Regions from separate parts of the Ovis aries genome. Here region 2 is linked to region 1. Evidence: chromatin contacts called from public Hi-C data. All regions are on one chromosome and are shown on one strand. The core of a region is the stretch at or near the end of the contact, and the rest is flanking DNA. Distances in the headings are between cores, read along the strand shown. Region 1 holds the start of SSBP4 (single stranded DNA binding protein 4). Region 2 has its middle 35 kb from the start of GDF15.

Region 1 (5,465 bases), core at 2,552-5,051:
AAAAAAAAAATAGGCGGAGGACTATGAAGGAATACTATAAGCAGTCATATTTTTGAAACATTCTAAGAATGATAAATTGCAGCAGCCAAGCACTGGCTATTTAAGCACCATTAAGTGATGTCATCTTCACATGATCTTGAGGCAGGAAGCATCATTATCCTCCCCGCCCCATTTTACAGATGGGGAAACAGAGCCACAGTGTGTTGAGTAGCTTGCCCAAGGCTCTACAGTAAGCCCTCGAGTCGTGTGGTTGACCATTAGCCAGCACTGTGCTCAGACAAGTTCATTTGTCTGGATCTACCCGGGAGACTGTGCAGAGCCACTGAATGGCACAGGGTGGTAATCTGTTGCTCCTGGATGTGCGGGTTTAGACTTGACTTCCTGGTAGTGACTGCCTGCGGGGGAGGGGGGTGGTGTGGAGGCGGGTTAAGAAGGTTATTTGGCTTTATCTGCTAGGTTTTGTTTTATCTGTTTCTTACAGTTGTGTAAGATTTCTGCCTTCGTTCCAAAACTATTACTGAGCGTCCGCTGGATGCAGCAAAACTTCGGCCCTTGGAAAGCTGACATTCGGGGGTGGCGAGGGGAGACGCGATGAACTGTAAATTAGTAAATTTCAAAGAGGCTAGGAAATAACAGTCCTGGAGAGGAAAAGTTAAGCAGAATTTGAGAGATTCAGAGAGCAAGACAGGGAGGTTTGCAGTTTTGAAGAGAGTTAATCAAGGCCTCTCGAGAAAAAAAACAGGAGATGCGCAGCCAAGAGCTCAAAATAGGAACGTTTTTTTGAAGGGATGGGAGAACTGAGTTGATTTTTTCTTCATTTGTGCCATGAACTAATTTGGCACATAAATACGTAAATATATATTTGGAAACCTACTTGGATGCATGGGCTAGATCAAGAAGGGGTGGACTAGGTTACAAGCCTGAAACTTGGGGTCTCAAGAGCCACTCCAAAGGGGCGCTAAGGCGGGGCCTGCCAGGTCCCCCAAATCGAACTTGCGAGTCTCTGCTGCCCCCGTGTGGTTACACTCGGGATTGCAATCTGGCTGGCCTTAACAGAGGCAAAAAATTGGTCCCGCCCACCTTTTTTTTTTTCCTTTAAAAAATGTATTTATTTTGGCTTTGTTGGGTCTTCCTTGCTGCACCAGGTCTTTCTCTAGTTGCTGGGCGCAGGAGTTACTCTTCCTTGTGGTGCACGGGCTTCTCTTGCAGAGCACAGGCTCTAGGCACATACGCTTGAGTAGTAGCAGCATGTGGACCCCGGGGGAGGGGGGCTTCAGTAGTTACAGCACAGAGGCTTATTAAGTTGTGGCTCCTGGGTTCTACAGTGGTTATGGCCCATGGGCTTTAGTTGCTTGAGACATGCAGAATCTTCCCAGATCAGGGATGCCCAGTGTCCCCTGCATGGGCTGGCGGGTTCTTATCCACTGTACCACCAGGGAAGTCCTGGTCCCTCTCACTCTGATCCCGACTCCAACTCGACCAAAATGGGAAGGGTGGGGCAAGGTCAAGATGGTCTGGGTCGCCCTCAGGTGACGATCTGTGTTACCCCCCACTCCCAGCACAGGCACAGGGGACACTGGTTCAGCAACAGGTATTTATCAAACGCCTCCTGTATGTCAAGACTTGTTCTAAGTGCTAGGGACACAGCACTGAACAAAATCATAGAATTCTCTGCCCTCCTAGAACTCATGGGTTACTGGGGACATGGGCAATCGATGTGCAAAACCATGATTTGCGGGAAATCCAACACGGCAGTGTGCCCCAGATAGTTGGAGGGCCTCTGGGACAAGGAGAGGCTGGCTAGGGGAAGGGCTGGGCAGGGTGTGGGAGGCCGGGGGGACAAACCCTGCTGAGGCTTTGGGGGTGGGAAAATGAGCTGCATGCCTGCAACAGTGGTATGAACAGAAGTAACCAGGTTCTGGTGCTTAGCAAGCATCTACTCCTCAGTGCTGTTATTCAGCAGAGAAAAGTGAAGTGAAAATGAAAGTCACTCAGTCGTGTCCGACTCTTTGCCACCCCATGGACTGTATAGTCCGTGGAATTCTCCAGGCCAGAGTACTGGAGTTCCCTTCTCCAGGGGATCTTCCCAACCCAGGGATCGAACCCAGGTCTCCGCATTGCAGGCAGATTCTCTACCAGCTGAGCCACCAGGGAAGCCCCTCAAAGGGGAAGAAAAGCCTCTCTAGTGTATCAGCCCTGTGCACTGAACCTGAGTCTTCGGTAGGGTCCTTCCTGTCTAGAGCCCAGCGTCCCCAGCATTCCCCCGGTACTGCCTGGGAATCTTGGGCCTTTGGGTTGCCATGGAAACGCCTCCGCCACAGGAAAAGAGGGGGAGCTTCAAAGAGGAGGTGACGGAGGGGCATTGCCAGGGGACGCCAAAGTGGGACCCAGTGCCTCCACTCTCTACTGTGTCCCGGGCAAGTTGCTTCCTGGCTCTGAGCTTCAGTTTTACCTGCAGAACTTTCTCTGCAGCTCCTATAGGTTTCTCCCTCCCCCATTCCTCCCTTCCTTGCTCTTGGAATCTCCACAAAATGCCTCCAATTTCCCAGCGTGTTCTAGATCCGGTGGGAGCTGAGGGCGCTCCAGTGAGCGAGGTGCTGCCTCTGGGCGTTCCATGGATCTCTATGCCTTTCTGAGCCTCGGTCTTCCCATTCTGTAACATGGGGAGGGAAAACAAAAGGCTGCCTCTCTCCTGAGGCTGCTGAGAGGATTTACGGGATTATCAGAGCTGGGTGCACCAATTCCTACTGATTAGTCTGACTCTGGAAAGGGCAGGGCGGAGAGGCGGGGTCTTGATTTGTGGGTTGCGGAGCCAAGGAAAGTGCTGGAAGCGGGGCAGTCTGTGTACTGGCTCAGATTAAGCTTTGTGGAAGATGAATAGGGTGTGGTGGGGGAGGGGCAGTCTGTAGGTCAGACTGAGGCGCGTCCACTCAGTCCCCCAGTGTCCCTCCTCTCGCCTGGAATTTCTTAAGACACCGAGAGCCTGGGGGCTGAGCTTCAATCGGCTCCAGCTGGCCCGGCACCGCCAGGTTTCCAACCCCAGGTGGAGACCCTCCAGCCGGGGAGTTCCGCCTCCAGGTGATCGATTTGGGGCATAACCCGAGGCTACAAGGGCTTGCTGGCTCTGCAGAGTTCAGCCTGTCTCAGCGACCCTCCACCCTGTGTTCCTTCGCACCGCCGTCCTCCCGCCCCCGCGCTCGCTCCGCCCCCCAGCCCCCGGGTCTAGGCCAGAACCCGCAGCTCAGCCTGCCCCGGTGCCCGCCAGCTGCCATGGCTTCTTCACTCCCGATGGTGTTTGGGTTTTAATTTTTGTGTTGCAGTTAGAAAATTACCCATAATTACAGCTTCTGAGAGGAAACGTCTCATGGCGCAGACCCTGCTCCCAGCTGTGGCCGCCTCCCACACTCGGCTGGGGAGGGGCTGAAGGGGTCTCGGGTTCGGATCCTGGACCCTACCTGAACCCCTATCCCATCCCGTTAACGGGCTGCACCCATCTCCTGTGGAGAGGAAACCCACCAACGGGAAAACCCAAACTAGCCTTCCCAACGATGCAAGCAACATATTCATGAACCCCTACCGCTGTGTCTGCAGGGAGGGCAGATTCAGAGGGAGGCGAGGGCTGCCAACAGATGACTTAGGCATTATTTTATCATAACAGTGACAACCAAGGCTAGTGCAGAACCAGTAATCTGGAGGAGATGGCCAGGGAAGGCGAGGAGGAAAGGGGAGGGAGAGCCGGAGGAGAAGAAGGGGAGGGGAAGAGGGAAGAGAGAGAGAGGAGGAAGAGAAGTGGGGGTGGCGAGAACAAGGAATACTGCGGCCAAAGGCCGAAGGAAGAGACCAGAACTGACCAGGCTGCTGCTGCTGCTAAGTCGCTTCAGTCGTGTCCGACTCTGTGCGACCCCATGGACTGCAGCCTACCCAGGCTCCTCCGTCCATGGGATTTTCCAGGCAAGAGTACTGGAGTGGGGTGCCATTGCCTTCTCCAACTAACCAGGCTAGTAGCCAGAGAAAGCGCGCTGCAGGCGGCAGGAAGGGCTAGTGCAAAGGCCAGGAGGTGGGCCTGTGAAGGAAGGGTCTGCAGAATGCAAGGGCCGGAGGGGAGGAAGTGAGGGGACGGATGGCTCCTCCTCCAGGCAAGCCCTCGCCCTACCAGCGGAGCCGACTCCGAGCTCCCGCGGACAACGACCCCGACCTCGCGGGGCTGGGGTTTGGGGGAGTCGGTGGTACCACGAGCCAGAGACCCGGCTAAGGGCTGCGGTCCCCGCGCAGCCACACGGGGGCGACTGGGAGCCAGCAAAGTGGCCGCAGGTCTGGGACCCAGCCTTGACCCTTAGCTCTCCTCGCTTACCGTCCCTCCCGCCCCCACTCCTGCTCCTAAACCAATTCCCCCGCTGGCTCTGTCTACCTGGGCCTCTTCCCGAAACAGCCTCCCTGCCTCCTCAACGCCATCGCTACCCACCCGGCAGCCCCTTGGAGCTTCTTAAAATCCTGATGTAGACCCGGCCCCTTGCGACCACACACCTTCCGGTGGCTCCCGATTCCCTTCAAAACAAAGCCCAATCCGTCCCCTCCGGGAATGGCCCGGCTCCTCTGCTCTTTTCCTGCCTGCTTGTCACGCTGCCCTCCTCCCTCTGCCTCCAGCACTTTAACCGTGTGCCCGCCTCAGGGCCTTTGCACTTGCCGCCACTGCAATCCGAATATTCTTCCTCCAGATCTCAGATCCACCCTCCCCCTATTTAAAAATAACCAAAAATCTTTTTCTCCTCATGCCCCTCCCTTGCAAGGGTGCGGGATGGCGGTGGGGGGTTTCTACGGGTTCTGCGTTTGCAAGGCGTACGATCCGGTTCGTGATGCGCTCGCCTCAGCTTCCTGGATGCCGCTTGGGACCCAGATCTTGCTCTTCTCGGACTTTTCCGCCGGCGCCGACGCTGTGTTTTGCAGATCCGTCCCCGTTGCCATGAGAACCGTGCTAGTCTCTCCCGCCCGCCGCGCCTACCCCCTCTGCAGCTAGCCCGGCCGCGGGTGCCTCCGCCTCCCAGCCTCCCTCCCTCCCGCCGCCTTCTGCCCCAGCGGTCGCCCCGTCCTCTTCACCGGGGTCCCCTCCCTCTGCTCAGCACGTGGCACTCTCTGAAATTATTCTCCTGTTCGTCAGAAGCCTCTGCTCAAGCTGTAGCAGTGTGTCCCGACTGGCTCCACAGAGTCAGCATACAGCAGGCGCTCAATAAATGTTTGTGAGGAGAAGGCTCACATCGATCGACTCAAGGAGCCGCAGATCAGAGCAGGCCAGGGACCTGGCCAGGGCACACAGAATTCTGGAGAGCCACCGAGCCTTAAGAGATAACTGGGGGCGTCCAGGGTGGCGACTGGAGAGTCTGGGGGACCTGGGAGTCACAGATGTCACCAATACAGTGTGACTTGGGTGAGTCACACCCTCTGTGTGCCTGCCTGCGAGGAGGTGCTGG
Region 2 (6,084 bases), core at 1,261-3,760, 58 kb before region 1:
ATCTGTCCGGGGTCCCCTGCGTGTTGCACCCAGCAGCACAGGGTATGTGATGGTGGTGGCGGTTTAGTCACTCAGTCGTGTCCGACTCTTGCGACCCCATGGACTGTAGCCCGCCAGGCTCCTCTGTCCATGAGATTCTTGCAGCAAGAATATGGGAGTGGGATTGCCATTTCCTTCTTCAGGGAATCTTCCCGAACCAGAGATGGAACCCACGTCTCCTGGGGCTCCTGCTCTGGAGAGCCAGTGCCACAGAGCCAACTGGGAGCCCGCGTGTACGTATAAGCCCATCGACACATATGTATGTATGTGTGTGTGTGTTAAGTCGCTTCTGTCACGTCTGACGCTGTGTGACCCCATGGGCTGTAGCCCGCCAGGCTCCTCTGTCCATGGGATTCTCCGGGCAAGAGTACTGGAGTGGCTTGCCATTTCCTTCCCTGGGGGAACTTCCCTACCCAGGGATTGAGTCTGTGTCTCCTGCATTTGCAGGCAGATTCTTTACCGACTGAGCCACCAGAGAAGCGCTGGGTATGTACCACCTGTGCGATAAACACCTGGGAAGCCCCGAAATCAGATGGTGCGGAAGGGTTTCCGGTGAAATGTCTCTTTCCCACTTCCCACTCTGGAAACCAGGTCTTTATCTCAGAGGTAACCCCCTGTCAGCAGTTTCCTGGGTATCACTGGGTTGCCATTTCCTCCTCCTGGGGGATCTTCCCAACCCAGGGATCCAACACGAGTCGCTTTTGTGTCTCCTGCATTGGCAGGCGGATTCTTTACCACTGAGCTACCGGGGAAGCCACACGCGAGATTCGATCCCTGGGTCTGGAAAACCCCCTGGAGGAGGAAATGGCAACCCACTTCAGTATTCTTGCCTGGAAAATTCCATGGTCAGAGGAGTCTGGCGGGCTATGGTGCATGCGGCTCGCAAAGAGTCGGACACGGCTGAGTGAGCGCACACTCACGAGGAGAGAGGAGAGGCGGGTGCTGGGTGTTCCGTTCCTCCGCCAACAGGGGGCGCGGGGAGGCGCAGGAGCCTGGGGAAGGGGGCGGGGATGGCGAGCCCCTGAAGGTCCGCACCTCCTCCAGCTGAGGCCCCATGCTGCCAGTTCTCTGCCTCTAAAGCCCTGTTTTCTCTTGGCTGAGCCACCTAAGAATTGCCTGCTGTGCGCTGGGCTTTGGACTGGAGACACACCAGGAAACCAGCAGCTCCTGGTCTGGGGGTACAGTACAAGGGATCCCAGCTGTGATGAAGGACAGGCAGCTGAAGGGTCCGGGGCATATTCAGGGAGGCTCATTCAGGGTAGGGCTTGGCCCCCTTCAGCAGAGTTTCCCTCAGCTCTCGCCTGGATATTCTCCATCTTAAAGGTGAGGGTCTCAGACTAGTGTCCTTCCAGTTCTACCGATTTGCCTGGGCCCCCCTCCACCTCTCACACTCTCAGTGGCTCCTGTTGGCCCACAGGAGAAAGCTAGACTCTTATGCTGGACATCTGAACCCCTTTTCCCTGGTCTCTGCTGATCCCAGTTTGTCTTTTCTGCCTGGAAGTCCCCCGTCCTCCATTTACTCCCAGAGAACTCCTATGCATTCCTCAAAACCCTAAGTTTGGGGGGAAGATGCTGAGGTCATCTTGGGACACTTTGAGTGGGACAGGTTTGGGAAAGGGTAAGAAGGGCAAAGTATCACACTGGAAACCCCAAGCTAGTCCTTATCCCACACCCTCTCTAACCTTCCTACCGCCTCCTTCCTGCCCTGGCAGCTTGCCAGGCATTCAGCAATTTCTGCAAGTGCCCAGACCTGCCTGGACATGTCCTGGTCCCCCAGAAGACAAGAAGGGTGGGTTCAGGCTGCCCCCCAGCACCCCCGCGCATGCACACGCACACACACACACACACACACACACTGTGGACATGCATGTCCTGGTCCCCCAGAAGACTTGTCTTCTGGGTGGGTTCAGGCTGCCCCCCAGCACCCCCGCGCATGCACGCACACACACGCACACACACACACACACTGTGGTGTTGGTGGTGAGAAACTGAAAAATAGCAAATGCAGTGAGGTCCAGGTGGGGCAAAGGGAGCGAGGGAGCAGAAGAGATGTGGACGCCTCCTAGCTGTTTTTTCTTCCAAGCTGCCGTGTGCGGGGTGGGGACACCCAGAGACCAGCCAAGGAGGAGGACCTGGGGTACGGGGTGACAGGACCTCCACACTGAGTCACGCACGGGGCTGCCCTGTTTTGGGCTTCAGTTTCTGCTGTATCAGGGAGCTGACTTACATGTGCTCACACAGCAGGCGCTCCATAAATGCCCATGGTCTGTGGAGCCATTACAGGAACAGGCATGCAAACCAGGGTGCTGCAGCAGGCTGTGTGGGGGCGGCTTGGGGTTCCGGGCAGTGAGCAAGTGGGGCCTCAAGCTGGAGGCCTCAGCTGACCCACTTCCTGCCTGGCCTGGGCTGTCTTGGTGACCCCTGCCCGCCGTGGCCAGGAACCCACACAGCTGGTCCCAGGGTCTGAGCTGACCACTTCCGTCCCCCTTTCCTCCTGCAGTCCGGCGCACCCTGCTGACTCATACTCAGCTGGCCTCATCCTTCCCCGACTAAGCGCTGATTTGGGGGGTCTGGCAGAGCCCCAAACCCAGAAGGCAGGGAAGTCACGGCTGACTGGAAGCATCACAGAGGAGAACCATACCCCAGACTTAACTGCCTGACAAATAAAAACCTGCCCTTGATAAGGAAGAAAATGAATACTTTAGGGATAGTCCATTAGGATCCATTTCAAACTTTCCAGCCACCAAAGAAATCCATTAAAAAAGAAGAAGAAGAAAAGATAATCCAGGGACAGAGAGGTTAATATCTGTGATGCATTTAACTAACCAAGAAATAACTTCCAGGACATGCGAGCCACCCCCTCTTCATGAGACACACTAGACAGAAAAACGGGTGAATGGTAGGAATTCCCTGGCAGCCCAGTGGTTAGGACTCAGTGCTGTCTCTGCCAGGGCACAGGTTCGATTCCTGGTCAGGGACCTAAGATCCCACAAGCTGTGTGATGCAGCCAAAACAAAGAAAAGAAAGAGAAATGGGCAAGTGGTATTTTTTTGCCGTAACAACCACCACAAACTGGGCGGCTTACAACAGCAGAAACTTTGTTCCTTCACAGTCCTAGAGGCTGGAAGTCCCAAATCAAAGTGTCAGCACAGATGAAGGCTATGAAGAAGAATTGGTCCCAGGTCTCTCTGTTGGCTTCTGACGGCTTCCGGCACTGCTCAGGGTCTCTTTGCTAGTGGCTGCATTGCTCCAATTTCTGCTTCCATCTCCATGTGCCCTCTTACAAGGAAGTCAGTCTGGTAGCGGGGGTTTAGGGCCCACCTGACTCCAGTATGACCTCAGCTTAATAATTACATTGACAAAGACCCTCGTGGTCACAATCTGAGGTTCTGGGTGGACATGAATTTGGGGACTCATTGTGCTTCCCGGGTGGCACAGTGGTAAAGAAGCCACCCGCCAATGCAGGAGACACGAGAGACGTGGGTTTGAGCCTTGAACTGGGGAGATCCCCTGGAATAAGAAATGGCAGACTGCTCCAGTATTCTTTCCTGGAAAATTCCATGGACAGAAGACCCTGGTGGGCTACCATCCATGGGGTCACAGAGAGTCAGATGCAACCGAGTGACTAAGCACACACACACACACGTTCAGTGCAATACAGGAGCAAACAGGTAATTCCAGGAAGACGAACCCAGGACGACTAATAACTAGAAACTCAATCTAGCCATTCGTGAACAGAAATCACTGAGATGTCTCTTCACTCTTAGGAAGGGGACAGAATCACTGGTGATTAGGCCTGAGAATTGACCATCAAGAAGAACAGTTTGCTCATGCCAGTATAGCTGAGAACGGCTAGAGTCTCCCTCCTGGCCGTCTGGTCTTGGCGTGAACCCCGGAGAAATCTACACGTGCATGCCTTCCCAGCAGCATGGTTCAAAATAAGGAGGACCTGAAAACCAGGGAAGGTTTAGAGTGTGTTCCCATGAACGGAGTGCTATACAGCAGTGAAAAAGGATGGCCAGACTTACAGGCAAAAATGTCCAACTCAGGTCATTCAGTGAAAATCATTGGAAGAGTGTGATACCATTTTTATAAAGTTTTTTTTAATTTGCATTTTTGTATTGTGAAAAAATATGTATAACATACATAGAATTTGCCATTTTAACCACTTTGAAGTGGACCGTTAGTGACTTAAGCATGTTCCCAATGTTGAGCAGACATCATACGTAACCACTGGGGACTTCCTTGGTCTCCAGTGGGTCAGGGAACTAGGTTCCACATGCTGCCACTAAGACTTCCTGGAGCCAAATAAATAAACAAACATTTTTTTTAAAAAAGCGCAAAACATCACTACTATCTCCTTCCAAAACTTTTCCGTCACACCTAAACAGAAACTCTGTAACCATTAAGCAATAATCCCTCATTTCTCCCCCTCCTCCCCCTGCAGCTGATAACCTCACTTCTACTTTGCCTTGTGAATTTGCATATTCTAGACGTTTCATACCAGTGGAACCATAACACGTTTGTCCTTCTGTGACTGACATTTCACTCAGCATAATTTTCAAGGTTCATTTGCACTGTGGCACAGATCAGAATGTCATTCCATTTTTATAGCTGAGTGATATTCCATTGTGAGGATACACCAAATTTTGTTTGCCCATTTGGCTCTGGGCGGACGTTTGCGTTGCCTTCACCTTTTGGCTATTGTGAATAGTGCTGCTGTGGACATTGGTGTACAAGCTCAGTTTGAGTCCCTGCTTTTCGGTTCTTTTAGAAAAATACCCAGAAGTAGAATTGCTGGATTATATGGTCATCCTATGTTTAGCCTTTGAGGAATGCCAAACCATTTTCCACAGCAGCTGCACCATTTCGCATTCCCCCCAGAGGCACAAGAGGGTTCCAATTTCTTCACATCAAAACTTGCTATTTTCCTAAGAGCCATGCTAACGGGTATAAAGTGATATCTCATTATAGTTTCGATTTGCATTTCCCTAACGATTAATGATGTGAGCAGCTTTTGACCTGCTTCATGGCCATTTGTATATTTTCCTTGGATGTAAAATTCTTTGCCCATTTTTAAATTGGATATTTGTTGTTGAGTTGTAGGAGTTCTTTATATATTTTGGATAATGAACCCTCATGAGACATATGATATGTAAATGTTTTATAGCTTTCTTGTAAATTCTTTGGGGTTTTCTATGACATAGGGTCATGTCATCTGTGCACAGAGATGGTCTTACTTCTTCCTTTCCAATTTAGATGTCTATTATTTATTTTTCTTGTCTTATTGCTCTCGTTGAAACTTCCAAATATCACGTTGAAACAGCAGGGGTAAAAGTATACATTCTTGGCTTGTTCCTTGTCCTAGGGGGAAAGCTTTCAGCCTCTCCCTGTTGATGATGAAGTTAGCTATGGCATTTTCATAAATGTGTTTTATCCTATGTAAGAATTTTTCTATTCTTCTGAGGGTTTTTATCATAAAAGGATATTGGGTTTTTTCAAGTGCCTTAAATGTATCAATTGAGATGATCACGTGGATTTTTTTCTCTTCATTTCATTAATAGGATGTGTTACATTGATTGGTTTTCTTATGTTGAGACATGCTAACCTTCCTAAGATCAACCCCACTTGGTTATGAGTTGCCACTAGGTAACTCTTTTAATATGCTTTTGGGCTCAGTTTGGGTTTGCTAACATTTGGTGTAGCAATGTTTCATCTTTATTTGTGAGGGATATTGATCTGCATCTGAAAAACTTCAGTCCTCCTCCTTTGTTTCTCACTTTTTTTTTTTCCAGTCACCCCACACAGCAGGCCAGCACATGGGATCTTAGTTCCCCACCCAGGGCTCAAACCCACACACCCTGCATCCCTGCATCGAAAGTTCAGAGTCTTAACTACTGGGTCGCCAGGCAACTCCCTTATTCTCACCACTGTCCCCCTCACAACACTTCTGACCCGAAAAACGCTTCTGTATCTCCCCCACAACAAGCACTTCTCAAGCAACTCACCTGGGTGATCATTTAACTCCGTTCTGATACTTCCTAC

What was found. Hi-C and Micro-C count contacts between places; a contact is called where the count stands out from the background.
Region 2: a contact with region 1 is called in a Hi-C map of liver, with 4 times the contacts expected there. The contact joins the enhancer-like site here to the promoter of SSBP4 in region 1. A contact is called at or near these places in 3 of 16 Hi-C or Micro-C datasets (liver, mixed tissues and skin fibroblasts).

What each region holds. Positions count from the first base shown.
Region 1 is chr5:4,570,847-4,576,311 of ARS-UI_Ramb_v3.0, reverse strand. SSBP4 (single stranded DNA binding protein 4) reads left to right here and starts at 3,801. Exons shown (of 17, transcript XM_042249616.1): 1 at 3,801-5,465.
Region 2 is chr5:4,626,832-4,632,915 of ARS-UI_Ramb_v3.0, reverse strand. No RefSeq gene overlaps it. Among named protein-coding and RNA genes, the nearest start is that of GDF15, 35 kb to the right of the region's middle. Within about 2 kb of position 2,510, at least 10 of the 54 cell types and tissues checked have an H3K27ac peak or open chromatin away from gene starts, as enhancers often do.